Regions from separate parts of the Mus musculus genome. Here region 2 is linked to region 1. Evidence: chromatin contacts called from public Hi-C data. All regions are on one chromosome and are shown on one strand. Each heading gives the region's core, a stretch centred on a gene start, on an enhancer-like site or on the middle of the called end of the contact. The rest is flanking DNA. Distances are from core to core; before and after follow the strand shown. Region 1 overlaps Stxbp6 (syntaxin binding protein 6 (amisyn)). Region 2 has its middle 15 kb from the start of Gm24731.

What was found. A called contact is a pair of places that touch in the nucleus more often than the background predicts.
Region 2: a Hi-C map of neural stem cells shows a contact between it and region 1, with 2.9 times the contacts expected there. The contact joins two enhancer-like sites. A contact is called at or near these places in 5 of 484 Hi-C or Micro-C datasets (bone marrow-derived macrophages, nephron progenitors, neural stem cells and 2 more) and 1 of 115 datasets of contacts at active chromatin or transcription factors (pancreatic cancer cells).

What each region holds. Positions count from the first base shown.
Region 1 is chr12:44,855,925-44,862,153 of GRCm38.p6, forward strand. Stxbp6 (syntaxin binding protein 6 (amisyn)) reads right to left here. Exons shown (of 6, transcript NM_144552.3): 5 at 5,301-5,458. Among named protein-coding and RNA genes, the nearest start is that of Gm33548, 68 kb to the right of the region's middle. Within about 2 kb of position 2,352, at least 103 of the 459 cell types and tissues checked have an H3K27ac peak or open chromatin away from gene starts, as enhancers often do. A contact at or near this core is called in neural stem cells, where this site is marked.
Region 2 is chr12:45,091,009-45,097,237 of GRCm38.p6, forward strand. No RefSeq gene overlaps it. Among named protein-coding and RNA genes, the nearest start is that of Gm24731, 15 kb to the right of the region's middle. Within about 2 kb of position 2,918, at least 22 of the 459 cell types and tissues checked have an H3K27ac peak or open chromatin away from gene starts, as enhancers often do. A contact at or near this core is called in neural stem cells, where this site is marked.

The DNA.
Region 1 (6,229 bases), core at 1,102-3,601:
CTAGGCAGCTCTCTCTACTTTTCCTTCCTGCATTCAGGATTAGAGATCTTATGCCTGGTACCAACCACCACTCCTGTCCACTGTGGTCCTGATAGATGTGTAATACTTACACAAATAGGTCACAGGGCACTGCCCTTTGCCTCTTCCTGTACATTGACTTTGTTGGTACATGTGCCTGATGATGGAGGATGCTGTGTGTTTTCTTTCATTCCTCAGTAGGATAGATGAAAACAAAATGCACAGAGAGAACAAGCGACTCGCCCCTGGGAGAGCTGGGATTCCCGGGTCTCTAGATATATCAAGAAGCAACACTCCTGGGATCTTAATACTTGATGACATCTGATGAAGTGTGAAAACTCAAGAGCATGTAGAGAGACACTCTCAAATAATCTACACCATATCCCTCCTAGACTTTTAATCAGATCCAAAGTTCTTGGCAATTAAATTGTATTCCCTTATAGGGACAAACAATAGACCTTAACTTCCAACTACTAGTGCTTTGCCTCATCCTGGAACATATTAATAACCTATCATTCCAGCAAAGCCCAGGGCAGTCACAACGTCATCTTATTGGTGGCCACAAGAGAGAGGTTAGAACCCTGAGCTCCCACTAGGAAAACAGCATCAACATTTCTTTATGTGACAGAGGATGGCTGGCTATTATCCTAGGTATTGTCTCTAAGGAAAACCTTAGCTTAAAGTCTTGATAACTTTTTGTGTGGTGGAGCCAGTAAAGATCCCCTCAGACCTCCTGCTGGCTAATGCTGCTGGTTAGTCAATGGTCAGATGCAGAGTTTGTTCTGAGTACATCCATTTTGCTATACTGAGTGATAAAGATTTTTTTGGGTTTGGGGTCAAGAACTGTGCTGATGCCTAATAACTCCTGACATTAAAAAGCACTTAGTTATGGGCATAGTGAAGTGAGAGAAGAGAGGTAGGACCCTGCCTCAGACCTAGCCCAGTCTTCAGCCACATTCTTGGCCCCCGTTTTTGTTCTGCCTCCAGTTTTCATATATTATTTAGCAAAGAGGTCCATCAAATAAACACAGAGCTGTTAAGTGTTGTGTGTAATGAATTCCAACCATAAATATTTGATCACAGCTACTGTCTTGGTATTCATTGAGCTATTAACTTTCCACTAAATAGGCTTGCGCCAGGTCACATAGCCACTAATCTTCAGGAATGATTGCACTGCTGCTCAAGCTAGACCCTGAGTTATGGCCACCTGTACTTTGCAGAAATACAATTGAATAGGACGATTAGCTACATAGATCTTATTGTAGTACAAATATTTGTGTCTTCCTCAAAGTCAGGTGCCAAAACCAAACTGCCATGAGATGACATTAGGAGGTGAGCGTGGGAGGTGACTGGATCTGGAGGTGCAGAGACCTCAGAATGAAGGAGAGACTCTTCCCCTTTTCATTATGATAGGATACTCTCAAAGGTCACCATAAGTGAATCAGGAAAAAGACCTTCATGGGGCATGGAATCTAGCATCTTGATCTTGGACTTCTCTGTAAGAAATTAATTCATTGTTTAATCAATTACCAGGTTTTTAAAATTTGTTTGTAGCTTTTAAGTAGCCTGGACAGACTAATAACACCTAGCAAAAAGTGGTAATACCCTGGTTTATAAAAGTATCTGGGAATGAAGGACTTTAGGATAAAGAGCACTAAACAAAATTAGGGAACCAGATTATACAATTTTGCTACTAAAGCCTTGGGTGCTTCAACATCAATGCTTCCCCATTGTTCCCCACTCCTGTAAAACTGTCGGAGAGTAATACAAGTGCTGGAGTTCCTCCCTTAAATATTCCCCCTGGTTTATTTACTGAATAGTTTACAGAAATCCCCTACTAATGCTCTGTAGTCTATTCTACATAATGATAATGAAAAAAAATCATTACAGACACTAGGATGTGCTTTAAGAGAAGAGTCCCTTCCCTTTTAGCCTAAAGGCTCAAACTGAACAACTGCAACAGAACTAACAAGAGGGAGGGAGAGAGAGGACGGGGGGAGGGGGAGAGAGAGAGAGAGAGAGAGAGAGAGAGAGAGAGAGAGAGAGAGAGAGAAAGGGAGGGAGAGGGAGAGGGAGAGGGAGAGGGAGAGGGAGAGGGAGAGGGAGAGGGAGAGGGAGAGGGAGAGGGAGAGGGAGAAAGAGAGAGAATTTATTGTCATCTCTTCTACCCTGGTGCAGAAGAGTCCAGATCAACTCTTTTTGCTGTGAGAAATGTCATTTGAGGATGCTAGTGTGGGTAATGTTCTTGCCTGCTGACTCACCACCCATGGCGGGCTGTCAAAGCCTGGAGCACACTGCAACCTTGAGCTTTCGGGGGCAGGGGAAAGTGAGTGAGGCTGCTTGTGCTGTGCGTTGCTCTTTCCTAATGGCTGGAACTGTGCCAGACCCACAGCTCAGGAAGGAACAATACTTCCTCATGACAGGATAACCAGAACTGGGGTGAGGAGTGTGCTGGGCCAGGAGAGAAGCATTGTCCCCCATCTCTGTTCTAGAGGGGACTGGCACCCATACAGCTAGAGGATGAACAAAAGAGACCTGTTCACGCTTGTACCTGGGTCACTGCAGGGGTCCTGGGAAAAATGACAAATGGTATTTTTTTACAATAATCTAGAAAGACAGGCCACAATTTCCATTGGACCTGGTTGTCCTCAGAGGAACTGTCACCTGGGAAGATTGTTCTTTGCCATGTGCACTGTGTCTTCCTCTTGTAAACACAGCCCACTCTTCATGAGTCAACAGGCCACACATGTCTAGGAGTGTGGGGAATGGGTAGAAGGCCTGGTTCCACCTCTGAATCTTCTCACTAGCAGGCCTGGCTGGGGCTTGGCCAGTGAAATCACATCTTCATGGTAAATCTATGGTCTTATCAACAGTTCTAACCCCTAGAAAAAGCAGCCACACCTTATCTAAAGTGGTTGGCTTGCTCACTACAAATATTTCTTAGGTTAGTGGTTCATGAGCACATAGCCCAGTTTTAGAAAACTGCAAGCCTAGCCCTGACACTGTCTTACACTCCCTTGTACACACTCACCCAGGGACTTTTTCTCCCCTGGGAACATCTTCTGGAGGGGAAACCAATTATAATGCCAAATTCTCTTGCCTAATTGACCTCTACTAAGACCACCCTGCCCTGCACTTACCAAAGCTGGAGACCCCTTTGCAGTTTATGGCCTCATCAATTTCTAGTCTCATAGGCTGTTCTAAGATGTCTCTCTGTTCACATACTATAAACTTCCCACTCGCTTTCCTTTTGAATTTGGATCACACAATATTTATCTGCATTCTTTTTTAAAATTGCTGTTTTTGAAGATTCTCAGTCATCTGTAATAATTCCTCAGTTTCATTACTGATCCCATTATGTCACCAAATAGAGGACAGGTTCAGCAAAAGCTATGTTTATTGAAATAAATCATAAACAGTTTAGATTTATATGCATGTTCCCCTCTGAACTAGAGGAGATAGGTGTGGTTATTAATCAATTGTCTTTGTTTAACTGATAAGAAAACATGGGATTTTGAGAAATTTAGCATTTGTCCTAGCTCACCCAGATGGAAAATGACAGAGCCGGGCTCAAACATAAGAAGTTAACTACTATACCATGTTATTTCCCAACCATTGAGCAAACTTGGCCACAGTGTCAGGGAAATAGTGGCAATGGCCCAGAACTTGGATGTTTGTACAACCCCTGGTGAGAGGGACGCCTATGTGGATGACATCCAGGTATTGTCTACCCCACATTAGGAAGAATAATTTCACAGCTTCCTTGGTAACCTGGTTTGTGGTTTAATCATTAGCCGAAACTATTTTAGCAGAGCTTTATCAGTGCACCACAGTGGGAAGGCAAACGAGACAATTGCCTGGACCACTCGACCTTTGCAAACTTTAGGACAGCTGTAATGTTACTTCCTTTGGCTTTCTCTTTCCCCACTCAATACCACTACTCAGATTACCACTGTCCTTCTCCTATTTAAATACTTTAAGTTGCTTTGTGTATGAGTGCATCAGGGCATGAAATCTCTCATCATTTCCTTGTACCAAAGCCTTGGGGAGCATGCATCTGGGTTTACTTCATCACAGCTCGTAATGCGACGTCCTGATGCCAACTTGTCTGCTGGCAGACTTGTCTTGGACAGACTTGGTTAGTTCTCCTTCAAGGAACTCTACCTGGGTCTCAGAAGCAGCAGTGCACTAAGACCCTGTTGTGATAGAGTCACTGAAGCCATCTGTCAGGAGCCAATCTCCTGGAGTGCTTTCTTATGAGCCCTAGAGAAACATCTTCTGTCCACTAGAACGTATTTTTCTTACTGCTTCTTGGTTGTCCATTCTTGTTTCCTCAGCAGAAGTGGAGTATTCTCTGCAGGCTAATTGAATTATTCTCCCTTAAAAAATCAACTAAAACCTATCTGCAGGTCCAGATCATGAGCGTATCAGGCCGACCTGTCACCAGTAGAAATGGCTCCAAGAAACTTAAATTCAAGTCACCAGCTAGAAACTAACTACTCTTTGATTCTAAGTATAAGCACAGTAATAAATCATCTTTACCAGCTGACCAGTGGACCTCCTCTTTCCTTTGGTTTATGATTGCCTTAGATAGATGCTGACAGTAAATAGTCCTTTTTTCTTCTGAAAGGCAGTTAACAGCAAATGTAAACATGCATGCTAAGTATCCAGTCACACAAGAAGTACCTTCCTCAGAGTTCTGGGACAGGCGATAATCTTGCTGCCACATCTGCTCAATATTAGAGATCCAGAGTGGAGGTTTTGAATCAATATCCAGCCAGGTTCAGAGGGGAAACTAGCCTTGAGACCAGGGCTTGTTTTATATGTCCAGTGAAGAGATAACAACATGTGACATACAGTGACAGATACTTAGAATGAGAAAAAGAGAGTGGAAAAGGACGCCTGAGAAGCTTCAAGTCCAATACAACTGTGGTCAATGACAGGGAAATATTGTGAACACCGATCTTATTTCTCCCCCTTTCTGTGACCTGAGCCTGAACCTTGATATTTAGGACAGAAATTAAAGATTTCTTTCGCTATCTTAAATACCTAAAAGTCAGAAGGTCTGAAAAAGAGATGAGGCCATTAGAAAGAAGATGGTAAGCACAAAATCCAGATACAGGGAAAAAAGCTGCAAGGCTCTAGTAATTAGAAAATGATGCACCAAAAGGAACAACAACCAAGAAAATGCTCCTTGATTTTCTTATCCACCCTGGGAACAGTGTCTTGATATTATGACCTCTGATAATCCAGCATGAAGACCCTGTTCTCTGCTGGCTCACCTTGTGTGCGGTTTCTGCAAACTGCTGGGCACTGTTCTTCATGTCTTCTGTCTTCTCCTCTGCTCGGCCTAACCGTTCCCCACGCTCGTTCAAGGCCTGGCTTGCCTTCTGTACTGCACTGGTCACACTATCAGCTGCTGAATGGAGGATGCTGTTTCCTGGAAAGATTGCAAGAGTGTCAGGAGCTAGATTGGATCCCCACAAAGACAGATAGATTGATACCCACACGATGGAAAGGCCCAAGGTGGATGGTAGCTGAAAATAAGTTTCCATTCTTTTGGGTGACTCATTCACTTATAAGTCACCCAAAGATCTGCCACAAGACCAGAGCAAATCCTGCCAGCTTCTCTCCACTCCATCACCATTTATTCTACTTGAGGAGGCTCCAAAAGATGGAGCCCAGTGGAATTTAAGACTAACTTGCATAGGTAAATGGGAACAAGTTCACAAAATTGGGAAAGTCCATTAAGATCTATTTGCATCTTATGTACATTTTTATTATTTTATTACATTTATTTATCTTTTCTCTCGTGTGTGTGCGTGTGTGTGTGTGCGTGTGTGTGTGTGTGTGTGTGTGTGTGTGTGAGAGAGAGAGAGAGAGAGAGAGAGAGAGTCAGAGGACAACATCTGGAAGTTGGTCCCATCCTTCTATCACATGAGCCACTAACCACTTAGTTAACTGGTGGCACATACCTTACCTGGAGCCACCACACTAATTTATTTTTGATGACAAGTGTCTCACTCAAGTCTAGGTGAGCCTGGGATTCCATCTTTCGGCCTCTACCCTGCAAGTGGGAATTCCAGGCATGAATTCCATGCTCTATAAAGCCTGTGATTCCCCCCAACCCCTTGGGCTGGGGAACTGAACCCAGGGCCTTGTAAATGCTAGACAAATCCTCTACCACTGGCTTATGCTTAGTTTTCCAGTT
Region 2 (6,229 bases), core at 1,668-4,167, 240 kb after region 1:
AATTTAACTCTTATGAAGATAAAGGTAATATATATATATATATATATATATATATATATATATACATATATATATATATATATATATACACACACACACAGATAGATAGATAGATAGATAGATAGATAGATAGATAGATAGATAGATGGTAGATATCAATCTCCACAAAAAGGAGATTTTTAAGTGTACATAGATGAATAAATAAATTGAGGCCTCTGATCTCATAAAGGTCAGTGCAGGTGTTAGAGAGGAAAGCCTTATCTCAGAGAGATAGTCAAAAGTTAGGCCTTGATCTTGTGTCAGGACAAGGCAGGGGATAGTGAAGAAGCACTGTTTGAATGGATAATAATAATTGTTTAGATTGCTTTAATTGCTTTGAATTGTTTTAATTATCAAAATGCCGGCGGTTATAAGTTTGGTGCTTATGGTATTAAAAATCTTCTGTGCAAGGTGTCAAAATGGAACAGGCCTAAAGAGAAAGGAGGCTGCTAATTTGAATCAATCTATACCTTTGATGATTTGGGGCTGCGAGGCATGAGAGCTACAGAAGAGAGAATGCAGGTCGATTTGAATAGAGACGAATTGGTTACCTCAACACCCCATCAATTTCACCTAATGGAAAGCTTCCTAACTGGGCAGGGTCTCATCTCCAGATGTGGAAAACACATCCCACTTTTCGTGGCAGAATACTTCGAGAAGTGGTTGGCACAGGGACAAGGACACAGTACAATACAAATTTCAAATTGGTTGGTATCTGGTGGCTTCAGTTTACTTTCCCTCAGAGAGTGAAAGCAGAGTAGACTTCCTTATTGTGATTGGCCTACTTGTGGATTTGGCTTTGGTTTCTCTGCTAATTTAACTCTTATAAAGATAAAGAACATAATGACAGATAAACATCTCAGCTTCAGTTTGGAGACCTGAAACTTTCAATGACTGATGATGACATAGGGCTTGACCTTTTGGGGTCATGAGCGAGGTCTAATTCTACAATAATGTCTTCCATAAACTTCATATAACTCCTTGTGCCAATCACTTCTTGCATCTCTCTGTTTACTCGTCATATATATTAAATATAATTCTCTCCAGCTTACGATGAAGTGGCCACAGTTTTAAACCTGGCAAGTTATCTAGCCTAAGAACATTGCTTTTAAATACACAGAATCCTGCTTTGGATGAAATAGAGACCCCATAGAAGGCAGTTTGCTAATTAAAAGAGAATTTGAATAATATTTGTTACATTGTTCATTTATTCCTTTATTCATAAAATGTTGCCCAAGGTGGCTCTTTCTAACCATAACCTACCCTACTCAGAGGAATTCTCTCTGTTTGATAAATGTGCATGAGGGAAAGATGACTGAAAGTATCAGAAACAGATATATATTTAATGTTCTGATATTGAAAAACCAAGGAAAGAAAGTGGGATAGGATTGGTGGAGGATGGTTTGAACAGAAACTGTCTTTTCTTAATAGTTTTGGGAAGGGTGTGATGGGGTAAACCTGCTAACTCCTTATTTCTGTCCTCTGCTTAAATATCTGAGCTATATGCTTTTTTTCATGACTCATACTACCACCACCCTAAACTGGTCATGAATTGAAAACAGGAAAGAGGAAGGAGCCTTTAAAAGGACTGGTCTCAACAGAATTGTTAGGGGTTCACTGACTTCCCCTTATATGTTCATCAGGCTTTAATTATATTCTTATCTGGTGCTCTCTTCTTAAACAAACAAAAAAAAATCGGCAAGAATTTAGATTCATGCGGATTGTCTCCTGTAACAATTTCTAACTCTGTAATGTTTACCAAAACCCTCCCAACGTTTCTGCCATGATGATGTCATAAGATAGAGTATCTTCTCGTCATTCACTAGTATTTTTTCTTTATGTCTTCTCTTTATCATTGAGCACAATTTAATAATCTCAAGAATATGTGCTAGCTCTCTTATTGTTAGAAACATACTATAGTTAAAAATCAACTATACCTCAGACATAAGCTATAGTAAAGAGGATCAATTATTTGCTAGCTATAGAATATTGCACCAAACAGAAAGGGAATATAAAACTTTCTTAGCAGCAGTCCACAGAACATAAAAGATCACACTGTAGACCACTAAATGTGCTTTAACAAATACAAAAGAATCAAAGTACATCTATGTCTTAAAACATAGAACTTAACATAGTACATAACACTTAACATAGTGAAATAAAAACAAAAATTGCCAACAATGGGAACTACACAAATGTTTGAATAATGAGCAATATGTTTTTGAATGAACAGTTCATCACTGAATAAATCAAGAAGGACAATTTAGGAATCTAAAATTTTCATATGGTTAAACAAAACTGATAACACACCTCTCAGTTCCAAAGGAAACTCCAGCTCCCTAAATCCAAAGGGTAGTGCCCATGTCCACAAGTGGCAGTCTAGGCTCAGTTCAAGCTGGACTTTAGAAAGATTTCTCGAATATAGTTAAAATCCTATGGTTGGCATTTCTCAGGAACCTAAAAAGGCAGGTCCCTTGCCTACCAAAAGAGCCCCTTCCCTGGGATATATTTCTGTTGGGTATACCTATGGTTGCATATCAAAGCCTTTGTTGGCTTCTACGCTCCTTCAGACCCTACTCAACATTGTGTTCAAAGCCCAGACTATTCTTCTGGCCCGTCTCCCCTTCCCCATTTCTTCTCCACTATGCTAGCTCCCAGGCTATTGCAGTTCACAGGCTACCCTCTCTCAGATTTATTCTTTTACATCAGGTTTTACCCCATCCCCACCAGCTCTGCTATTCTGGCTTCTCTCACAGATAGTCCTGATATTGTCCAGGCTGCTTCTTTTGTTTGTTGTTTTTTTCTCTGCTCTGGGCTGTTCTAGATGCCTCTAGTTGTTCTCTCTCTCTCTCTTCAACCACCCTCCCCCAACCAGGGAGCATCCATTTCTTTATTGTGCTCTTGCTTACATCTGGTGCCAAAAACCCAGGAGGGAAACAATAAGTCCTTGTTCCCAAGAGGCCAGGCTGCTCCTAACAGAACTAACTAAGCTGCTGATTCGGCCCTAAGGTATGGATCATTTGTTAATTCTGGCTTCTGTCACCCATCATATTCAACTCCAAATTTCGGAGTCCACCTCTCTGGCTGCTTCTCTTCTGCCTGCTTTAAACCCTGTTCTCTCCATCTCTATTCTGGTAAGTGCTACCTCTGAGCTGTCTGCTTAGTCTCTTCTCTCTCCTTGACTTACTGGAGTTTCTCTGTATCTTTGTTTCTATCACTCTCTTCTGGAGCAGTCACACTGCTACACACTTGCTATAAATGTCACACTGGCTACAGTGTATCAGACAGTTTCTTTCACCTTAGGAGGTGCCTGTTGAATGAAAATGGACACCTCTCAATTGTGATTCATTGACATTGCTCTCTGTCAAGTCTCCTGTTCTGCTTGGGGATCAAATTGAGATAGATAATTGTCACCATGTCAACTACCCTTCTAAGACTCTAGTCATTGCCTGACTCCCTCCCCCAGACACTACTATTGACCTGTATTTCAACCTAAAATATCTAGGGTGCAGCTAAGGCAATTCTAAGAAGAAACTTAACAGCTTAAATGCTTAAGACTTATGGAGAGAGAGAGAGAGAGAGAGAGAGAGAGAGAGACATAGACACAGAGACACACAGAGAGAGACAGACAGAGAAAGAAACAGAGACAGAGAAAACCAAATCCAATTGTAGTAAGTTCCAAGAAATAATAAAGATTAGGGTCAAAAGTAATGAAAGAAGATCAAAACAACAATACAAAGAATTGATCAAAGAGTTGGTTCTTTGAAAGACTGACAGGCTCTCGTCTCAGTCTCTCCCTTTCACCTCCCCTCACCTCTTCCACCCCTCTTTCCCCTTCTCAGAAAAGGAGTGACCTCCCATGGATATCAACCAGCCTTGGCTATCAAATTGCAGTAAGGCTAGGCTCAACTGCATCTTCTTCTACTGGGGCTAGACAAGGCAGGCCCGTGAGGAGAAGGCGATCCAAAGGCAGACAATACAGTCAGAGACAATCCTGCTCCCCAGTAAGGAGTCCCAACTGAAGACCCAGGTGTACAACTGTTATAACAAACAGACAGTAGCACACAATTTTGTTACATATAGTAACAAAATTTCATCCCATGGATACAAAGTTGATTAAGCATATGTAAATTTAAAAATATATTGTGGCAAATCCGTATAAGAACAAAAATCACATGATAACCTTAACAGACACAGTAATAATCTTAATAGACATATAGTCAAAACAAACTAAAAGGGGGTTACTATATGTTAATTCTTATGAAATGAACTTATAAAATTATATTTATTAAAAATAAGCCATCTTTTGAAATCAGTTGGATAATTTCATTTTCAAATATTTTAGTTAGAGTTTCTAGTGTAAATGTTCTTAAAGGAATATGTATAACTAGCAGAGCGTTGACACTCTATTATTGAAACAGTTCTCCATAATATCTGCCCATTTATTTATTATTTTTTCAATGATTATAACCACTTAGAAAATGTTTAGGTTTTTATGTAATTCTCACAAGAATTTAGAATTATGAACAAACTGAAAATTTCACAGTCAAGTTACATAAAAAATAATCCTTGAACTTTGCAAAAATTCAGAGACTGCAGATCATCCAATGAAAAAAATCCCCTATAAATGTATTAGCTGTAATATACTAGAATTTCATTATTTCTGTGTGCAAAGCTTTTCATCATCAAGTTAATGTGTAGCACTGTGTAAAAATTGGCACAACATATTGTTCTGTAAATGGCTTTCATTACTTAGCATTATGTCTCAACCTGTCTCAGTAGTGGTTATTTGAAGTTGTATCATCATCTTCAACCTTTCTCAGATTTTATCCCCTTTATGAGAACATTCAGTCTATTTCTAGTTTTATTTCTTTCCTATTATGGGTAACTACTCCGATGAATACTGTTGGTAGCACTGGGGCAGAGTTAATCCTGAGATTCACAATAGAAAAACAAGTTCCACAATTTTGAGCCAAATTTGAACGATGCTTTAACTAAATACTGATCAGGCTAGAATCTGGTCAGGTTTATACTCTGGAATTCCTAGCAAGTGAGACATGTGTTGTGGGTACTTTTAAAGGACAAAACCATATGGCCACCCTATTTTCCATATGGCTTTATTATTTTCCAAGAACTACAACTCCCAGCATTGGAGTAAGTTACCTTGTCCTTGGGCAGGTAGAGCTTACATATTAACTTTGACTCGTTCTGAAAGACCCACAACATGCGGACTCCCCCACGTTCTGACTCAGGATAGGTGACATCCCAAATCACTCATGAGAAATGGTCTTGATGCAAATCGCAAGAGGTTTATTGGGGAAGACCAGTGCACTGGGGACGACTCGTATCCCACGCAGGGGTAGAGGAGTAGACAATGAGCTCAAGGGGTAAGGGGTTTATATAGACCCACAAACCACAAACACCTGGCATTGGGCTTATAGAAAGGCAAAAACTGCCAACACCTGACATCCTGGAACAATGAGGCTATTTTGGACACAGGTCTAGGGGCCTAAATAATTTTTTACTCTCTGTCAGGATCTTTTAGTACATTCTCCACTTGAGTTGTATCCTAAGTTAAATCCTTGATTCCATGATGGGTACCTATTTATTTTGGGATCTAATAATGGTCAGCTGAATGGTACCCAGATGGGAATTATCATCTAGTTGAGACATAAATGATGTGGAAGCCAATAGTAATAATTACCAGAAGCAGAAGGGCCTTATGATGGCTGACATCAGAGTTACTCTTCTAAGGAGCCTGGAAATGGGTGGGACAGTGGTCATTTATTTCAACTCCTGCCAAGGACCAGCCTCAGCTTGGAGAGGAGTTCTGAGAAAGTAGTGTCTGGGAACGAAAAACAAAGGACTTGAAGTAAAATCTTGGGATGGAAGCTGGTAGCCTATGCTCTGCTCCAGACAGCTTCTGCTAGAGATTGTTCTCGTAGCAGTTCTCCCTTAATATTCTACAAAATTCTCTGGAGATCATAAACTCAGTCTTTTATTTTACGTATCCGTCTAGTCCTTTACTTCAGGTTTCCTTTTGATTTGTTTATGAATCGGCATCCCATGATCCCAGCCCCTTAATTCTTAGGAGATAGCAGGCACACATTTTCTTTTAACATTGCACAAGAATTCAGAGATCTGTTTGCCTCTGTTAAACACAGACAGTGAGCTAGGTGGGCGGGATCCC